2 separate regions of the Mus musculus genome follow, and region 1 is linked to region 2. Evidence: chromatin contacts called from public Hi-C data. All regions are on one chromosome and are shown on one strand. The core of a region is the stretch at or near the end of the contact, and the rest is flanking DNA. Distances in the headings are between cores, read along the strand shown. Region 1 has its middle 45 kb from the start of Dennd3. Region 2 overlaps Ptk2 (PTK2 protein tyrosine kinase 2).

Region 1 (2,700 bases), core at 30-2,529, 260 kb before region 2:
AGAACCGGTCAAGGTGAGAATGGCCAAGAGAAACACTGGTGCCTGGGCTTTGTTTCTGTTGCAGTGATAAAGTATCCTGATAAAAAGCAACTTAGGGGAGAGGGGTTTATGTGACTTACACTTCCAGGCCTCTACCCATTATTGTGAGGGAGTCAAGGCAGGAACTTAAGGTGCCATATTCACAGTCAAGAGCAGAGAGAATAAACACACGTACACTTGCTCACTTGCTCTCACCTAGCTTTCTCCTCTTATACTGTTTAGGGTCCTTTGCTAGGGAATGGTGCTGCCCATAATGGGCTAGGTCTTCCTATACTTACTAAAGACCAAGACAGTCCTCCACAGACAAGCTTACCAGCCAACCTAATCCAGATAATTTGGGACTGGAGAGGTGGCTCGGTGGTTAAGAGCACTGGCTGCTTGCTCTTCCAGAGGACCCAGGTTTTGTCCTCACACCCACAAGGAGATTTAGAACTGTCTGTAAATTCAAGTTCCAGGAAATCTAGTGCCCTCTTCTAGCCTCCACCAGTGCCAGGAAAGTAGACAGTACGTAGGTAAAACACTCATACGCAACAACAAAAAAAGTAAGTAAATGTTTAACAGCCAAGAATAGTAGGGTATGCCCTTAATTGTTAGCACTCAGGAGGCAGAGGCAGGCAGCTATCAGTGAGTTCAGTCAGCCAAGGCTACAAAGTGAGACCGTGTCTCAAAAGGTAAAACAAACAAATGAAACAACCAATTAGTTCTGACTCCATGTTTCAACCACAGCCTGGGCCTGGATTTAGAGCTCCCTGGGTACCAGGCTGTGGGAGCTCTTGGGTAAAGGACAATGTCTAGCCAATGGGCACACTCACACGCGCGCGCGCGCACACACACACACACACACACACACACACACACACACACACACACCCCTTTGCCTCAAAGTCACACCTTGTGCCCTCGACTCTCTCCAGGACTCACCTAGACTCAGTCTGGCCACTCTGAGGTCACTGCCTTTGTAATGTCCCCTGAGTGACAAAATGAGCTCGTAGTAGCTTGATAGCGTCTGCAGGAATCATGTCTACGCGTGACCTTGGAACATGACCTTATTTGGAGCTAGAGACTTTTCAGCTGCAGTGACGTAAGCTGAGACCACCCTGGATTCTGCTGTCCCGGTGTGAAGAGGAGAGACACAGAGGAAAGGTGAAGTGCGAACCAGAGTGACAGCCACAGTCTAGGAAGGCCCCGAGCCTCTCAGAGCTAGAACAAACAGAAGAACCGTCTCCCGGAACCTCAGGCTGGAGGGAGGCCCAGTCCTTTGCCTCACAGAGAATAAATTTCTGTGTTCAGTCTGTGGTAGTGACTTTTTTTTTTTTTTTAACAGCAGCTGTAAAAGCAATGTGTGGCTCAGGTGATTTCCTGCTTTGACTCCATTCTCAAAACAGCACAAAGTCCCAGGTTGAGGGCTGTGCAGTAAAAAGGGAAGGGTGGGTCTGAGGAGAGAGGCTCAAACCCTTCCCCTACAGTGACTCTCCCTCGCTTCTCCCTGAGGCCCGTGTCTGCCTCACATGGCACTTCATTCACTGGCCTAAAAGACTTTTTTTTTGCTTAAAATGTACCGTCCTCACTTGGGTCCACAGGTGACTGACAGCAGGGTGAGAGGGTGGCCTCTATGCCTGTGTGTTGGATCTGTCTCCTTTACTTTGGCTCCCCTGGACAGCTCAACATCTTAGTGGCTCCATAACCTATTTCATCTCTCTTCAAGACAGAAGTCACAGCTCCCAAACCCGTAGTCATTTTGGATTCCAGGGCCCACAGAGCTTCACAGGATGGAGGGTGCACCTTCAGAGAGGGCAGTTATCAGAGAGGGCAAGGCTGGAGCAGGAGCAATCAACTCCTAAGAGCCAGTGTGTCCCCACAGCAATAAGGACTTCCCCAGACCATCTTGCAGGGCCTGTGATGGACAGTGGTAGGCAGGACCACATCTAGACGGCAGTACTGAGAGATACACACCTTCTGTCCCCACCCCACCCCAGAGACTCTATTCAAACCTAAAGCTCACTGGACCCTTTGTCTGTCCTTCCAGCATGGCCACATAGTTAAATACCTTCCCTCTGCCTTTATCACTGTCTCTTTAATTGTGGGATAGTGGCCTTTGGGACTGCCAGAGTAGAGCTTTTACCCTAAATTCCTTGCCATACTGTTAGACAGGACTTGTTACCATAGGGACATTGAGGCAATCTTGTGACTAAGTTCATTCTGACAGGCCATCTTGGCCTTGTGGAAACTTCCAAACTGACTGAGGGACCATCCAAGGACTCCCCACAGCTTCTTCCCTCACTCCAGCCGTCTCTTAATCACTTTGGGCATCTGCCTCCCGTGAGAACTTGCAAGTCCTGCCCCAGGACAGGTTGGTCTCCAGTATCACCACAGCCAACTACCCATCTTGTTATTCTATTACAGATGCTCAGAGAGGGGAAGCAATGTGGCCAGGGCAGCCTACTCATGTAATTCCCCTAGGCTAAGATAGGGAGGATGTAGTCTGAGCTGCTGCCCCACCCCAGCAGGCAGCTGCAGGCTCTGCTGGTTGCCATGGTGCTGGGGGAGGAGGAACAGATTCCAAAGCCGCATCCAAAAATACCCAGCCACCCTCCTTCCTCACACCCTTCCCTGAGCGAATGTCAAAGTACCCTTTTATAAGCACCCCCAGCTCAAGGCCTC
Region 2 (2,700 bases), core at 171-2,670:
ACCTTTGAACTGTCTTGTGTTATAATGAACAGTTGTTCTGAAATCCTGACACTCCCTCTTACTCTGTAGTTCATGATGAGAGTAACATCATGAATTATACCTGAGGATGCCTTACTATATGGTACTGCATGAGGAGAAGTCTTATGAGTGAAATAGACTTACTTCATCTAGGTAAAGTTCATGTATATATCTTTTTTCATTATCTGATTAGTACAGGTAGTTAAACCCATCCTAAAAACAAGAAAACAATACTGAGTTTTTTATATTGTTAACAATATTTTTGATGTAAGAATGCTTGCCTTGAGTATGTGTAACTCAGGTCATTCACCCAAATACCATTTAGACAGACATAGTCTCCGGTTTTCTTTGCATAGTTCTGTTGTTTCCTATGCTCTCGTAAGGCAGGCACTGAGCTCACATGTCTTATTTTTTTCCTTCTCTGGGTTTTAAGTAGAGTGGGAATTGGCTGTCTCTGGGGGACGGCAAGGGGAGGGGGGCTGGTTTTTAATTCCCAGCCCAGGAGTTTCTAAGTAATCAAAACTCTGGACAATTAAAAATTGATAATAGATGTTTCTCCCACCAAGCCCTGCTTACGGTATGTCACTATGAACGGTCCTAGAGGCATCGTGACAGTGCTTTCCTATGACTGGGTGATCAAAGGGTAGCATGCAAAAGAAGAAAAAGCTTTCAGCTTAAACTAAGTTTGCATTGGCCTACTGGAACTAAACACAGTTATTTCATATCTTGATGTAATGCTCCTTTCTGTGCTGGTTTAAACACGTGCCTGTGGAGAGACAGATTATGATCATCAGTGTGCAGGAAATCTCTGGGTGTTTGCACCTCTAAACTCAAGACTCTCTGGGGCTTACGGTGGCATGGTGGCTTTTATACAGGTGTGTAGGTAGCAGGCTGTCGAATTTCCCATGCCAGTCTATTCATAATAAGATAGCTAGGGATTGAACTGAGGAGGTAAAACACCAAAGCCACCCAGTTGCAGAACAAAAAATGCCAGCCTGATTTACACCAATAACCCCAGCGTTTTGAGATACCGAGGCAGATGGATCAGGAGTTTTGAGACTATCCTGGGCCACATAATGAATCCTGTCTTTGAAAGATTTTAAAACATATACATACAAAAGAACAACAAATATGTGAGAAGGAGAGTTAAAAATAAGCTTCTAAGGTCTTTAGACATAGCCCCTAGCCATGAGTCTGTCTCAGACAGTGTGGCTAATGCTACCTAAGATTCAAGGACTCAAAGGCTGAGAGACCATGTGCAGTGACTGAGGGTGGAGTGGCTTCTCCCTAATCTCCTAGAGTCAGATGGAAGGTTACTGATTGCACATGCCCTTCTCCTCGCTCACAAAGAGCCTTGCTCTCTAGACTTGCACGACTGCCCATTGCCGCTCACAGGCTTTGCATGCTGCCCTCATTTATCTCATGGGAACAACTGTTGCATGGCAGAGCTCTGGTAATGTGCTGTGCAAAGAGCCAGTAGCAGGCACAGGCACTTGTGACAGCCAGTGAGCAGAGAGCACACAGCAGGCTTGTAGCTAGTGCCCAGATGTTCTGCTCATGTGTTATATAGGAGTTTTCTGCTGCCTTATTAATATTGTTTTTCTTTTTTCCCTTTCTCTGATAAATTCCTTTAACTTTTCCTCACCTTCTGTTCGACAATAGCCGTGGAGGGTAAGCACATCATATCTGTGTGTCTGTCTGGCTCGCTTTATCACATCCAGTTCTCTGCATGTGACTCTGGACTACCATGTGGCTAGCCCTGTGGGAGGGCACACTTGCTTTGTTTGTCACCTCTCATGACTGACAAATGCCAAGAAGAGTACTTGTAGTTTTCAGAGACTGGTACATAACCAAGTTTGCAGTGAAATTAGACATAACTGTCTGTTCCACTGTGCATGGCCAAGGCATCCAGAAATCTCGTGTAGCCTGAGGGCCATAACAGACCTATAATTGATAGTTGTTATACAGTTTAATCTTTGTAAAATACACACACATGACTTGAATTTTGAAACACTACTCAGCCTTTCCTAGGAGCTCTGTGTCATTCTGCCCTCAGCACTCAGGATACAGTAGGTAGTACCTGTGGCATGCCTCTGCACAGGACCTAGGTACATGTTTACATCTGAGGCTTCATATGCTCATCCTCATTGCTACTTGAGCCAAGCCCTGCCAGCCTTGGTTTACCCAGCTGGCAGCATAGAACTGGCAGGAGGTCACTTCTCTGCCACTAGAACATGAGTAGCTTTATGCAAGGAAATGGTGTCTGCCTAAAGCAGATGCTTCTGGGTCTGCATTATCATCATGAAAAGAGCACTTTGCTGTTGATGTGTGAAGGCAGCTTAGAACCAGCAGAGATGTTTAGCATTGATGCTAAGTGTGTGATCACTCAGCGGTGCCGTGGTAGCTTTCCCTAAGATTGGATAATTCTTGGTTGTAAATTCCGTGGGTTGTTCCCCTTGTGAATGACTTGGGAGTATGGGGTGCTTAATTGCTTCTCTGAATCTCGAGACTTTAGTGCATATCATGGTTTCTCAATTCCTTTAACTGAGCTCAAAGTTAGACGACATCACTGCCTTGTGTGTTGTTCCTTGGGTGACTTGCTTTATTGTCGTCCTCAAACTGAACCATGCCTGAACAAACAAGAAAATCTTATTACCTTCTGTATCTGCTTTGATCTCTTTT

What was found. A called contact is a pair of places that touch in the nucleus more often than the background predicts.
Region 1: a Hi-C map of the P5424 cell line shows a contact between it and region 2, with 5 times the contacts expected there. A contact is called at or near these places in 34 of 484 Hi-C or Micro-C datasets (the 4T1 cell line, B cells, the BV-2 cell line and 23 more), 3 of 130 datasets of targeted methods (astrocytes, epiblast stem cells and stem cell-derived epiblast-like cells) and 2 of 9 other capture datasets (embryonic stem cells and pancreatic islet).

Annotation. Positions count from the first base shown.
Region 1 is chr15:73,466,645-73,469,344 of GRCm38.p6, reverse strand. No RefSeq gene overlaps it. Among named protein-coding and RNA genes, the nearest start is that of Dennd3, 45 kb to the left of the region's middle.
Region 2 is chr15:73,210,976-73,213,675 of GRCm38.p6, reverse strand. It overlaps Ptk2 (PTK2 protein tyrosine kinase 2), which reads left to right. Exons shown (of 35, transcript NM_001358046.1): 32 at 1,681-1,689. Among named protein-coding and RNA genes, the nearest start is that of Ago2, 27 kb to the right of the region's middle.